5 separate regions of the Mus musculus genome follow, and regions 1, 2, 4 and 5 are each linked to region 3. The links are chromatin contacts, called in public HiChIP or PLAC-seq and promoter capture Hi-C maps. All regions are on one chromosome and are shown on one strand. The core of a region is the stretch at or near the end of the contact, and the rest is flanking DNA. Distances in the headings are between cores, read along the strand shown.

Region 1 (2,700 bases), core at 24-2,523, 2.2 Mb after region 3:
TGCCGTGTAGGTGCTGGGAACTGAACCAGGACCCTCTGGAAGAACAGCCAGTGCTCTTAACCGCTAAGCCATGTCTCCAGTCCAGCCAGCGCTCTTAACCGCTGAGTCATGTCTCCAGTCCTATAGTAGTTTGTTAATCAGGACAGAAACTCAGTGAAAGGTGAAGTTATTTTTACATTAGAACTTTAAGAACTACAATCATTGTCAGCTTAAATGCACACCTTATTTTTTCATGCCTTAGGAATGCTTTAAGGTTTTTCTTAACCTTTTAAATTATCAGATAATAACTGTATATATTTATGGAGCACAATGGGATATTTGAATGCATACATAGATCAGATATGAAAAAGGCAACCCCTTTTGAGCTGGTTCAAAATACGCTGTAGTAGCTAGTTTAAAATACACAATTAATGCTGTCAACTATAGTTACCTTTCAAGGAAAAAAAAAGCAATCAGTCATTCCTCCCATCAAACTTCATTTCTGCAAGCATTAGCCCTCCTCTCTCCGTCACCTCCCTACGTTGGCCCCAACCACTTCTGGCAGCCATTCATCCACTCCCGACAGAGATGAACATTCCTCGTTACCTACTGTAGACATTTTATCTACTATAGCAAGTAAATATTATTTCAATTCTGAGAAGCCTCTACTCTGTAAAGAGCAGGATCTTTCCACACAAGCTCTGAGCTCACTCTCCTCCTGCCTCAACCTCTCGAGAGCTGGGATTAGCTGCATAAACCTGTCCGTTTTCCAACAAAGTCCGCCATCCAAGACCCATAGAGAACCAGCGATAAATAACAACCTCCACGGTCCTGCCCCGGAAGGACCAGCCCGCCTGTCCCCCGCAGCCCCGGGGCTCGCGCTGCCTCACCTCCTGATGGCCACTCTTCGCGGGCCCGCGCTGTACCGTGAACCCAAACAGGACCTGCTCGTAGCTGCCGGCGACCAGCTCCATTCCGCAGCACTCGTGCCGGGCAAGAGACGCCGGCGTGGAGACCCGATGGCTGCGGAGGCTGGCCCTTCCCTTCCTCAGCCGGCGCGCGAGTTATACGTCACCGCCCGGGGGCACCTTTTAGGCGCCTGCAAATGGCAATAACGGAGGACGCGCTCCGTCCTCCGTTACGTGGGACGTCACGTGACCCTTCTGCGACGAGCTTAAGGAAGGAAGCCGCGGGAGGAGGCTCTCAGAGCAGAGAGAAAGAAAAGTTGTGTCAAGCAGGCAAGTCCTGGGAAGCCGTGGGCTCCGCCGGCCTTGGGAAATGGGAGGGAACTTCTCCCCGGAAGCCCCAACTTCCGGCGCGCCTAAGGAAGGGGCGGGCCCACTTCCGGCTCCGGTGGCCAGCGGTTGTCTAGACAACCCTTGTAGTTCCTGGAGGGTTGCTGTGATTTGGGGATCCGGAATGCATTTCCTCCATTTATGATTTTCTTTTCTTGTTTTGTTTTGTTTTGTTTTGAAGACAGGCTTTCACTGTGTAGCCCTGACAGTCCTGGAACTCACTCTGTAGACCAGGCTGGCCTCGAACTCAGAGCTCCGCCTGCCTCTGCCTCCCGGGTGCTGGGATTAACTATGATTTTCTTATTTGCAGCCAGTCTCACTTCGTCGCCCAGCCTGGCGCCTCCTTGCACCCGTTTTCCTCCTGCAGCTTCCCCATGGCTCGGATCACAAGCAAAGGGTTTTGTTTTCGTGCCGAGAGAGAGCAGATTAGGGTCGGCCCGGGGACGGTCAGGGCTCGCGGGACCCGGAGTTGGCAGTGTCCCCTCGCTGGATTGCGAGCCCGGGCCTGCCAGTCCGTGTCCCGCCTGCAGGCAAGCCGTCCATCTCCTCAGCTTTTCTTGCCTACTGGCTTCTTGTATCTAATCAGACTGGCCATGTGCTGACCTATGGTACAGGAAAAAAGATTTGTCTTGAGGGAGGAGGACAGTGGCTACATCTCTACCCGAGTTAAGGGACAAAGTGCAGGGCTGGAGAGATAGCTAGGCGGTTGAGAGCACTGTCTGCTCTTCCAGAGGTCCTGAGTTCATTTCCCAGCAACCACATGGTGGCTCACAAACATCTGTGATGGGGTCTAGTGCCCTCTTCTGGTGTGTCTGAAGGAAGCAATGGTGGTGTACTCCTATGCATAAAGATAAATAAATAAATCTTTAAGGGGGGGAGGTGCAGAGGTTAATGAAAGCAATAATATCCTTTTTTCCTTTCTCTTTAGGCGGGGTCAGGGATGAGTGCATATGTCAAAGCGGGTGGGTTGGTGCTTATGTCAGATCTTCACACAGGCCTGTGAATTAATGGAGTTCTTAAGTGCTTAGACATTGTTTCCAAACACTTGTTCTCTAAGGCTGCAAATTGTCGACACAGCCTCTTTTGCTTGAGTATAGGGGGAAGTAATTAATTTGACTTTGGGTGTTTTGATGATTTTTCAATTGTGTAAAGGCTCTTCCAGTTTGGGCTATTCCACTTGCAACCCTTGTGTTACTTAATTTATCTCCAGGTATTGCTAAGTTGTCCTGAGCATGTTAATCATTTTCACCAGAGAACCACTAAAGTTGGAACATGTCTCCTTAGCTTGGAACAAAGTGAAAAGTCTCATCTTGTCCATACATGGTGTGTTACAGTTTACATTGGGTCATACTCATTTTAATGCAATAGTAATCATATCAAAAAAAATGGGGGTGGGGGATGAGTAAAACTGCTTCAGAACCCTGTG
Region 2 (2,700 bases), core at 111-2,610, 2.3 Mb before region 3:
TACTCTCTCATTGGCTAGCCCAGAAGGCAGTCCTAATTCATACCAACCCTCAGCTGGCAGCTGCAGGCACTGCAGTCGGGCCTGGGCACCGGAGCGAGTTGTTTGCTGAGGGGATTTATTTATGGTCTTGTTTGTTGAGCAAAAGGGATGGGGCGGGCAGGCAGGCTTAGCTTCCCCCAACCCCCGCCCCTGTCCTTTCAGGCTCTTCCTCCTGAACTCCCCCCAACAGAGCCAAGCCACGGTTCAGGAACAACTCCACCAGCGAGCTCCGCCTTTCTAGAAAACTATTTATCCTTCAAGGTCTGACCTCGGCCGTCTCCCGTCTCCACCTGTTCCCAGGCGCTCATCTTATCATGGTACAACTAACTTCCAAATGGCCCAAATGACCCTCACCCCAGCGCTGTCCGCTTGCATTACTCTGGGCTGGAACTGCAAGCTGTCCAGTACCGCAGAGTGCCACCAAAAAGCAGGTCCCCAGCTCAGCTCCTGCAAGACCATTTAAACTCAAGAAAAAAAAAAAGAAAGAAAGAAAGAAAGAAAAGAAAAGAGAAAAGAAAAGAAGTGCCTGCCGGGAGCGCCCGGCTTTTCCGCCCGGTTCGCAGACACAGGACCTGATGCTAAATCAGCAGAGGCAGGTCCCAGCGCCAGGAAACACTGTTCCAAATTCCAAGCTTGAATCTGCAGTTGTATTTCCCTTCCTTTCATCCTAGCCCCACTGTTTCCTCTCCTCCCCGGAGCGCCTCTCCTGAGACCATTCCTTTTAAAGTCACTGGACATTCGGTTGGTTGATCTTAGCTCCTCTGTGTCAGTGTGAACTTCCCCAAGCCCACCACCGGTAGGCAGACGCATTTATAATTCCAGGCCCGAACTAGCACCCCCTTGTCACTGGCCCTAACTAGAGACAATCCAGGTGTAAGAGAAAACCGACTGGCCTTCCCCCTTTCTCAGGTGGGGGAAAGGGTGTGACGCCCCTGCCTCGGGCACAATTAAGGCACCCTGTGCCTCCCTTTGCACCCACTTCCCCCTTGCCAACCCGAAGGCGGTATGCCAGCGGCCCCACCTCGGATCGGCTCTTGAGGCTGCTCCGCTTAGGTCGCAGCAGAACATCCTTGAAGTCGAGTTTAAGGTCCGCGTCTATGCGGGGCATGGTGCTAGCGGTGCGCGGTAGCTTCCTGCGGCGGAGGCGGTGCGAAGGCCGGCGTCAGCCGGGAGCTGCGGGGCGCGTGCGTACAGTGGCGCCCGGGTGGCTGTGCGCAGACTGGTGCTCCGCGAACCCGGTGCGCACGCCTTGTTCTTATGCCCGCGCACCCGGAGCCCCCAGCTCCGTTCCCCAACGCCAGGCGCCCCAAGGGAGCGCCCCGCCCCCGGCTTCCAGGTCCCGCCCACATCCCGGGTCTCTGAGCTGAGCCCCGCCCCGGGCCCAGTTCTCTCTGCCTAAGCGCCCCCTCCTTCTGCTTGAGTCTAGCAGTGAGCCTGGATTCTGCCATGCAGCACCCTAGAGAGCTCTGACCTGGGCTGAGCTGCGAAATGGGTGCGGATTAGACTTGCACAAAGTCTCCCATTCCCCGGGGTATACCCTGATCGTACTCATAGGGGTGACCAAAGGAGAAGGTTAGGAGACCAGAGAGTACGTTTTGTTTTGTTCCGTTTTGTTTAGGACCGGGTTTCACTATGTAGCTCTTGCTGTCTTGGAACTCACTATGTAGACCAGGCCTGCCTCAAACTCACAAGAGATCTGCCTGCCTCTGCCAAAGACATGAGCCACTAAGCCTGGCTGTAGAGTATGGCCTTCATATGTGTTCCAAAGTGAATTCCCAAACCCCCTCTAAGGAGGGAGAAGCAGAGAGCTCACTGACTTGGTCCAAAATGATAGTCAAATGCTTAGCTCCTGCTGAATGCTGGCAAGGTAGACAAAAAGATTGCTGGAGATCAGAGCTCACATGCAGGATTCTTTCGGAATACGTGAGAAAGGGCCACCTTCTTTGGCATATACCCATGATTACATATCACAGACCAAAGTCAACCTCCAGGCTCCTCTGGTAACACACATTTGTAAGAAATGTCAAGGCCCCTGTGATAGAGAGCCTTCTTGTTCTCACCTCCCCAACTCACCCTCCACTATGCTAGTTCCAAGGCTGTTCCAGCTGACCTGCTCTCCCACCTCCTCCTTGTAGAGGGTAGGAGTCTCTCATCATTTTTGCTATTCTTCTCCCCCCCCATTATTTTCTCTATCCTCCCCACAAAAAGCCTATCCACAACCAGTCTTCTTTTCCTCTCTGCTCTGGACTCCTCCAGGTGCCTCTGGCTGTTCTTTCTTTCTTATCTACAATAAAAAGTGTGGTGGTTTGAGCAGGAATGGCCCCTATGGGCTCCCATATTTGAATGCTTAGTAATCAACCTGTGAACAGTGAACCTTTTTGAAGAGATTAGAAGGATTAGGAGGTGTGGCCTTGTTGGAGGAAGTATGTCACTGGGGGGTGGGGGGTGGGCTTTGAGGCCCAGGGTCATTCCATCTGCTTGGCATGCTGTCTGGCATAATGGTAATGGACTAAGCCTCCAAAACTGTAATCGAGCTCCAAAGAAATACTTTCTTTTATAAGAGCTGCTTTGGTTGGTCCTTCACAGCCACAGAACGGTGACTAAGACAAAAACCTTCTCCAGAACTAATGAAAACTCACCATCCTGGAGCTTTCTTTACTG
Region 3 (2,700 bases), core at 157-2,656:
ACTGGAGGAAGTCAGGACAGGAACTCAAATAGGGTAGGAACCCAGAGGTAGGAGCTGGTGCGGAGGCCATGGAGGGATGCTGCTTACTGCCTTGCTCCCCATGACTTGCTCAGCCTGCTTTCTTACAGAACCCGGGGCCACCACAATAGGCTGGACCCTCCATCAATCACTAATTAAGAAAAAGCTGGGTCTCATGGAGGTGTCTTCTCATTTGAGGCTTCCTCCTTTCAGTCACTCTAGCTTGTGTCAGGTTGAGGTAAGATTAGCCAGCTCAGCATGTGACTTCACCACTAGCTGCACTCACTCACAGCCTTAAAAATCCCTAACTCTCCGGCCCAGGTACTGCTTTCTCTGCAGTAATTTCCCAACACTCATGGGGACAGCGCCTCACTGCGGCCGTGTTACCTCCTTGGCTTGTTACTGTGATAAAAATACTTGAAGAGACCTCGGGAGGAAGGGCTTACAATGTGAGTGAGCCAGATTGGCACTAACAATCCAAAAAACGAATCAGTAGTCCGTCCCAGACAGCTATATCTTCCTAATAGTTCCCTAATTCAGTCCTTGCTTCCAACTCAGTGCCACCTGGGGATGGACAAAGAACATGCTCTCCGTGACAAATCACACAGGATGCCCCAGTTCTGTCCAGCGGCTCGCAGCTTCCCCAAGCAAGCAGCCTTAACTGACTGCGCGCTTGGCATTCTAGGTCTGAGTAGCTGCCAAAAGGCAAATGGCAGCAACTGCCCCTTTGCACAGTAAACGATGAACAAATGGTTTTGCTTATCCCTCCTTGATCATTGGGGGACCAATAAGTTTTTGTTTTTAAGTTTTAAATATTTGTGTATAAAGGTTTTGTCTGCGTGCATGAGCACCATGCGCGTGCCCCGTACTGGCAGAAATCAGAAGGGGTAGTTTGGAATTCCTGCAACTGGAGTTATTGATGGTTGTGAATCACCACGTGAGTGCTGGGATTTGAACCCGGGTTCTGTACAAAAGCCGTAAGTGCTCTTAATTGTCGAGCTATCTCTCCTGCCCATCACTCAGTTTTTAATAGCTGAGGACTTAACTGATTTGCTTTCTCATGGTCACTTGGAACGTTTGGAAGAAGAAGTGCAGCCCAATCGATTAGCAAAGGCTCGTTTCCGATTTTCCACCGGGCGAGGTGGAAGAAACACCGCCTGAGGGATCCCGGTTTCCACGGGGCAGAAGAGTGCCCTAAGCAAGCACTCTGAACGAAGGGGAGACGATCACCAGGGTTTCGGGATCGAGGTGAGAGGGACAGACGTGGATACTCAAGGGCGCACAGACTCGGCCGCTACCACCTCTCAGGGCTTCAGCTTCACCCGGTTAACATCCACGTGTGGGTGGGACTCCCAGCAGATGTCCTCTGCGCACGCGCATCCGGGGCGACGTCACGTCCGGCGGCGGGAGTTAGAGGCGGAGAGGGCCGGGCCGGGTGTCTCATGGCATCGCTCCCCTCGCTCGCTCGGCCCTGACGCTTATGGTTCCGTCTGCCTGCCGGTAGCACAGCGTTGCCGGGCCGGTTCTCCGCCGCCTCCCGGATCTCTGAGTCTGAGCCGGGTGTGTTTGCTCTACTCGAGGTGAAGCGTGCATACCGGGAGAGCGGGGCCTGGGGCTTCACTGGGTTGTGGGCACCTTTCCCGCAGGTGGAGTCACCTGGGCAAGATTTGACAGCGCATCTTTCAGGGCGACTCCTGTGCCATCACAGTGCAGTCCCAGGAATGCTGTCGATAGACGACAGGGGCAGCGAATGCTTAAAAATACAAAAACCAAAAGAGCCCTCAAACTACAGATTGCATTTTAATCTTTGGGTTTTTTTTTTTTAACAGCTATGAAGAGGCCGTGGAACTCTTTAAAGGCAATTCTAAATTCTAAATAGCTTTTTTCAAAAATGAATTGCAATCTTCCCCATAACAGAAGCTGTTCAGATATCTAACTCCCAACAAGAAGTCCAAACTCCCCTGGTTATCTGGGGACGTCTCGGGGGCTTTTAGTAGCTGAGGACTTTATTCTTTGGAAGAATGTTTGCATCTTTAGTGCCTAGTCACTAAACCTAGTTTGATCTTTTCTTTTGGTTTACCATTAATATCACAAAGACTGTTCTGAAAGAATTATGTATTCTCTGAGATGATTTGAGTGCTCTTGCCAGATTTTTAGCCGTCTTCTGGTTATACTTTAATGCTTTTTCTCTGTTGGAGTTTTGTATTTTGATAATACAAAACTTGGTAGAATTGTGTTTATAGGAAGAAAAATAAGGGCAGGACTTAGGGCTTCCCTCCACCCCCTTCTAATTTCTCCAAATGCCTATTTTCGAGAGGACAGCTAAGCAAAACAAAACAAAAACCAAACCAAAACAAACAAACAAACAAAAAAGGAAATTAAGGTCACCTAGAATTTTACTAACTGAATAACTTGTTAATATTTTGGATGTCTCCTCTTATTTTAAAACATACCTATCTTGGACCAGAAGCCGTGGTCCACACCTTTTACCCCCCGCACCTAGGAGGCAGAGAGTTTGAGGCCAGCCTGGGCTACTTAGTGAGACCTTAGTTGTAAAACTGGAAGCAGAATTAGTACACACCACTGGTTAGCCCCATTTATATAACATATCCTGCCAGCTTTTCTAATTCATCTTATTTGTTCATTTGTATTTTGTTCATTCATGAGAACAAGGTATTTCAT
Region 4 (2,700 bases), core at 21-2,520, 2.8 Mb before region 3:
CTGAAAGAGGTCAGATGCTGGCCTGACACCTACTGGTCTTCAAGAATTTTCTGCTGCAAAGAGAACGCGGCACTGAGCGACCCTCGTGGGGATGTGATGGCTCTTCTTTCGGGTGCCACACCTGTTGGCAAGGTGAACGCCTCCAGAGAAGAGTTCTTCCCTCGAGCTTACGCTTGGCTGAGGTGTAGCCGGAGGGGGCCGGGTGGGGAGTCCACGTCTGCGTTTAGCCACCGGGACAAGGTGGGTGGGGGAGCGTTCCTTCGCTTGGTTTCCCCGAGAACCACCATCGACTGACTGCTCAGTGCACAGGTTACCTCGCTTGCGATGAAATGAATGATCCACAGTTAGCCCTGAGGAGTGAGTGAGGTCGGTTACCAGGGCTAGCTAGAGCTGAGGCGTTCCATGCCCACAGCAGATTTCGAGACCAGCAGAATTTGAAAGGAGGACCGGGAGGTCGCCAGCTTGTCCAGGCAGGAAAGGTGAGGGTGCCAGTGCAAGCTGGGGAAGCCTGAGAACTTTCCCGAGTTGCAAGCCAAGGCAGCAGGCGCGGGCCTTGCCTCGGATGACGCAGGGCTGGCGGGTTGGAGGGTTAACAGTAAGGATACAATGAGTCCTCTTTAGATGCTCACCCGGGGGGCACCAAGGGCACTTCGTAATTAGAAATCAGCCGACTTCCCCGCCCCCTTGGGTATTTTACCAAGTAGGAGCCAAATCCTGACACCCGTCGCTGCGAGTCTCCCAGGTTGCCTGAGTTGCACCCTGCACTCACCCTGTCCCCCTCCAACTAGGTTGCAGGGAGCCGGGGAGGCGCGCGAGCACCGATCGGTCACCACTCCAATGACCTCATCGCCCCAACTTCCCCGCCCCTTTCTCAAACCTGGAAGGCACAGTCCCCTCCGGTCGGTGTCGGGGATCCGGAGCCACAGTTGCGGAGAGACAACCCGGCCTCCCCTGGAGCGAGCGCCGCTCCAGCCCGGGTGCATAGAAGGGTTAAGGGCGCGGGCCGGCAGCCGCGCCGTGCGCTCGCCGTGCTCTGTGCGGCTCGCCGGGCCGCCTGCCAGAGGGTGCCTCCCCCCCCCCTCCCCCCCCATGAAGTCGGATCCTTGAGCTGCGGCGGCGGCAGCCAACTGCTCCATATTTGGCTTCTATTACACATTTACATACTGGAGCGAGCGAGCGAGCGCGAGAGAGAGCGCGAGGGAGGGAGGGCGGGCGGAGGGAGGAGGGAGGGGAGGGGGGAGGAGGAGGAGGAGGAGGAGAGAGCAGAGTATACCGCAGACATCATTTCTACTACAGTGGAGGAGCCGTACAGGACCTGTTTCACTGCAGGGGGATCCAAAACAAGCCCTGTGGAGCCGCAGCTAGAGCTACAGCAGCCGCAGGACACTGTGTCTCTCCCTCTGTTACCCCTTCCCCACGCAACCCCAGATCCATTTACACTTTACAGTAAGTGGCTATTTTTTTTCCTCCTCTGATTCTTTCTCTCCCCCTCCCCCTTCCACCCCGATTTAGATTAAAATCACCCCCTCCCGCACCCCAATCTGCTCTCTCCGGAGAGGGGCCAAAGAACATCCAGCATACACCCCCCCTCCCCCAGTCTCAATGGGCTGCACGGAAAACAGCTGGAAGAGGAGCGAAGGAAACCGACGCGTCGTGGTGTGTGTGTGTGTGTGTGTGTGTGTGTGTGTGCAGGCGCGCGCGCGAGTGTATGTGTGACTGTGTGTACATACACTAGTGCCCGGCTCCAGCCTCCCGGCTCGGGACCCCCTCTGGGAGCAGGAGCGGCTAGCAAGGGCAGCAGATAGGGGCTGGGTGGGCGGCCGCCAGGAGAGGGGGCGCGCCCGGGCGGGGGGCGCGGGTGGGGAGAACGGCGGCGCCCCGTTTCGGCTGCTGCCGGTCCGGCGGCGGCGAGCGGATAGAGCCCGGTCCTCCTCCTTCCGTGTGGCGCAGGGGGAGGCGGCAGCCGCGGAGGGTCGCGCTGCCCTCTTCGCTCCTCTCCAGTCCCCCCTCCCGGGTGGGGGCGGTGAGCGCTGCGGGGGCTCGAGGGAGGGCTGGGCTTCCCCGCCCGGGGTCGCCTAGCTTGACAGAGGCAACCCCGAGCTTGGGGTCTCCCCGCCTAGGCCAGCCTCTCGGGGCTACGAGGGGACCAAGAGGGGACTTTGCGTGAGGCTAGGGGCGCGGAGAGGTGGCGCCTCAGGAGGCAAGGGCGCGCGGGCCATCGCAGCGCAGCGGGAGAAGACCGGCCCTAGCTGCAGCTGCCACCGCCGCCCTGTTGGTGCGGCCGCTTCCTGATCCAGAGCAGCAGCAGCAGACGCCGCCGCCACCGCCGGAGCTGGAGCCGGGAGCCCGCGAGCGCCCCAGCCCGGCCCGGCGACTCTGCCGGCGCCCGCAGCAGTAGCGGAGGAGCTGCGGGCGCTGCCCTGCGCCGGGACTGCTCTGCTGCGCGGCGGCAGAGAGGGTGAATGAAGACGGGAGGAGGGGAAGGAGGAGGTGGCGGCGGAGGAGGCGCTGCGGGGATTGGGATGTGCCCCGGAGCCCCGCGGCTCGTTCACTCGGGGCCCGAGTCGCCGCCACTGCCACTGCCAGGGCTGCCGCCGCCACCGCCGCCGCCTCCTACGTGGTTGCAGCCGAGCGCGCAGGCCGGTCCCGCAGGGGGCAGGGAAGGGGCCGGACGGGCGGAGCGAGAGGTGAGGCGGGGTC
Region 5 (2,779 bases), core at 272-2,771, 2.2 Mb before region 3:
AAGCTCTCACCTTTGCTCCCCGTGAACTGCAGCCCAAAATAATCAACCTCGATGATCCCTAGACGCCTGCACACCTAAAAACAAAACCAAAGGTATGGGGTGTGAGCAGTGCAAACCTAAGGGCTCCATCCGAGGAGAGGACTGGCCCCTGCTTTCCCAAAGTTCTACCTTCTTGCAATGCCAGTTGGTAGACCGACCGGAAAAACAAGGTTTTAAGGAAACAGCAAAGCCAAAACGCAGCCCTCCAGTGGAGGCTTGGCCTTGCTTGACTATTTCTAGGGTCTGACCAATGGCACAGGGAAAGGGGTCCCCCCAAAACAGACTTCCCAAAAGGCTGAGGTAGAAGAACACACAGGGTGTTTTATTTCTTATTCCAATCGCTGGAATTCCCCCCGCCACCCCCCCCCTCCGCCCCGCAGCACCATCTGCACAGCTGATTTGGCAGCGTATTATCTGGACAGTTTTAACCATCTGGATTCCAAAAACACAAACGCATTGAGGAAGCATGCTACAAGTGTCAGCTAAGCTTTACAAGCGCCTTTCCAAACAGCTCAGGTCCACAGGTCTCGTAGACACAGTATTTCAAGGGGTCAAATGGGCCTGCCAATATCCATTAGGCACACCCCGTTAGGAGCCTTAGTCACCCTTAAGAAAACACACGTGTAAAGACCCCTCAAGAAGGAGGCTGCCTGCAGAACCGTCCCCCGCAAATTACTCAATATACTCTGGATCCCTAGCAAGCCTAGAGTGTCAGGTGAACAGTCCTTCTGAGAAGCGGCTTGAGATTCGGGCCCACCTGATCAGCTAGGGAGCCCCGGGGCCAGCGACCGCTTGCAACCATCTCATCCCGGGACGCGGGTGGCGCTGCCGGGCTTTGCAAGGACTCCACGGGAGGCATCACACACACACACACCTGCGGCAGGTGTGCCGGGCCACCTTCTTTAGAGAAAAGTGCCAGGCTAACGGACAGGGTGGAGGTTCCCAGCAGTGTTCTGGTCTCCGGGCCCCGGATCCCCCACCGTAAGCGTCCTCTATGCTCCCCCCGCCCCCCCCCCACCGCACTCTCCACTCGCGGGGAGGAGGAGGAGGCTGGAGCCTGGCGTCCCGGGAGCACTCCACGGGCCGCTGCTGCAACGTCGCCCGGCTCCCGGGGAGCATCCCCGAGCCCCGAGGCTTCCCGGGGACAAGAAGGGATCCCCTTTCCGATCGCCGCCCTCACCTGGTTGAGACAGTCCTCGCCGTTGGCTTTTGCCTCCACCTCTACCTCCATCAGCACCGCGTCCGGCCTCGTCACATAGCACAGCATGGCTGGGGCCGCCGCCACCGCCGCTTCTTCTCGGGTGTGCGCCGGAGCTGTCGCCTCACCGCAATTGCTCCAAGTCGACTCCGGGCTCCGTGAGGAAGGTGCAGCCGTGCGGCCACCCGCCCTGCACCCCACGCAGCCGCCACTCGCGTCCCCGCCACCCCCACGACAGCCAGTTCCCGGGAGCTACACGGCCGCGCCGCTCCGACAGCCCTACTGCCTGCGCCGCTACAGGCACGCGTCTTTTATAGAGGCCCCGCCCCTCCGGCACCGGACTCCGCCAATCACAGCGTGCTTGCCCCTCCTCCCCAGCTCCGGCAACCAATTCCCAGTCTCGGTGGGCTGAAGCCCCGCCTCCCGGCACCGCCTGTGGAGCTGCGGGAGGTGGGAGCCCATCCTCTCCCCAATCCCCAGCACGGTCGCGGCCTCTGCCACTGGGCGACGCTCCTCCCAGCCCGCTGTCGCCCGCAGCTCCAGGGGACGCCTTTCTGTCCGGGTTTGAGAGAACTGTGATCAAAGGCTCCTGTGATGCTACGTTGCTACTACGGTTCTCAGGACTCCTGCGTGGGGTTACTCTAATAACCAGGTGGTTTGTGAAAGCCAAAAGAGAAGCAAGCAAGACAGAGAGCCTAAAGAAGAGGCTTTTCCGCTGGCATTTGCCACCGTGGGTTGTCAAAAGAAGAATCTAAGTAGAAAAGTTTTTGCAGCTGACCCAATATAAGCCGGTAATTTGATCCAAGCACCATTCTTATATTAACTCGTGCCAAGGGTTTCTATGTGTGGGTTCTGCTACATTGAAACACCTTACCAAGTTATGTCACCCAGCCTATCTCTCATCCAATTCGTTCACTATACACCTGGTACACTCCCTGCCCTTTCTTTCAGACACCCAGATGTTACCCCATCTTAAAGATAACAGGCTCATCTCAGGACCTAGCAGGATGGGAATCTCAATACAAGAGATTAGTGGTTAAAGGTGTACAACCTTCATATTTTTACCACCTGTTTCTCTTGGCCTATACTGTCTTTTTTGGTTTCTAAGATAAGCCGGGAGATATGGGTTTCAGCCTTGGATCTTTGGAAAACTCCATCTCTCTGAAGCTCAGTGTCCTCGCAGAATGGAGACTAGCTATTTTTGGACACCCCCTCCTGCAAGCCGCCCCCCCTCGCCCCAGCACCGCTGGGAAGCAATCTAGCCATCCCTGCCTGCCAATGACCCTATCTCTGTGCCGTTTGTTTGCTGTGCGTTTAAGACGAAGTCTTGCTGTATAGCTCAACCTGGTGGTGCACCTCGTACTTGGGCTCAGTGATATTTATTTCTGACGATGGGGAAAACATCGGAGAAGGACTGGGATCTTAGCAGAGCCCTCGCGGAGAGAACTGTTCAGTCTTTTGGCTTTGTGTTTCAGGAACACATGGTACAGTTCTCGAACTGCTCCAAGTCCAGTGTAAGCTTGCATTCATCCACCGGTCTAC

What was found. Promoter capture Hi-C pulls out the DNA fragments that hold promoters and counts their contacts. HiChIP or PLAC-seq counts read pairs in DNA pulled down with a chosen protein or histone mark.
Region 1: a promoter capture Hi-C map of pre-B cells shows a contact between it and region 3, with 3 times the contacts expected there. The contact joins the promoter of Pak1ip1 here to the promoter of Tbc1d7 in region 3.
Region 2: a promoter capture Hi-C map of liver shows a contact between it and region 3, with 3 times the contacts expected there. The contact joins the promoter of Gmpr here to the promoter of Tbc1d7 in region 3. A contact is called at or near these places in 2 of 39 promoter capture datasets (liver and pre-B cells).
Region 4: an H3K27ac HiChIP or PLAC-seq map of thymic regulatory T cells shows a contact between it and region 3, with 9 times the contacts expected there. The contact joins the promoter of Atxn1 here to the promoter of Tbc1d7 in region 3. A contact is called at or near these places in 1 of 39 promoter capture datasets (pre-B cells), 1 of 115 datasets of contacts at active chromatin or transcription factors (thymic regulatory T cells) and 1 of 9 other capture datasets (liver).
Region 5: a contact with region 3 is called in a promoter capture Hi-C map of pre-B cells, with 6 times the contacts expected there. The contact joins the promoter of Mylip here to the promoter of Tbc1d7 in region 3. A contact is called at or near these places in 1 of 39 promoter capture datasets (pre-B cells) and 1 of 115 datasets of contacts at active chromatin or transcription factors (large pre-B cells).

Annotation. Positions count from the first base shown.
Region 1 is chr13:40,999,583-41,002,282 of GRCm38.p6, reverse strand. It overlaps Pak1ip1 (PAK1 interacting protein 1), which reads right to left and starts at 1,273. Exons shown (of 10, transcript NM_026550.3): 1 at 870-1,273. The coding sequence starts at 953. A730081D07Rik (RIKEN cDNA A730081D07 gene) reads left to right here and starts at 1,137. Exons shown (of 5, transcript NR_155347.1): 1 at 1,137-1,217.
Region 2 is chr13:45,506,104-45,508,803 of GRCm38.p6, reverse strand. Gmpr (guanosine monophosphate reductase) reads right to left here and starts at 1,360. Exons shown (of 9, transcript NM_025508.5): 1 at 1,061-1,360. The coding sequence starts at 1,147.
Region 3 is chr13:43,170,207-43,172,906 of GRCm38.p6, reverse strand. Tbc1d7 (TBC1 domain family, member 7) reads left to right here and starts at 1,406. Exons shown (of 8, transcript NM_001252639.1): 1 at 1,406-1,598. It overlaps Gm40929 (a long non-coding RNA gene), which reads right to left and starts at 1,085. Exons shown (of 4, transcript XR_873309.3): 1 at 1,065-1,085.
Region 4 is chr13:45,963,561-45,966,260 of GRCm38.p6, reverse strand. It overlaps Atxn1 (ataxin 1), which reads left to right and starts at 1,270. Exons shown (of 8, transcript NM_009124.6): 1 at 1,270-1,446. It overlaps 5033430I15Rik (RIKEN cDNA 5033430I15 gene), which reads right to left and starts at 1,037. Exons shown (of 2, transcript NR_167678.1): 1 at 878-1,037; 2 at 1-350.
Region 5 is chr13:45,388,484-45,391,262 of GRCm38.p6, reverse strand. It overlaps Mylip (myosin regulatory light chain interacting protein), which reads right to left and starts at 1,521. Exons shown (of 7, transcript NM_153789.3): 1 at 1,220-1,521; 2 at 1-74. The coding sequence starts at 1,306.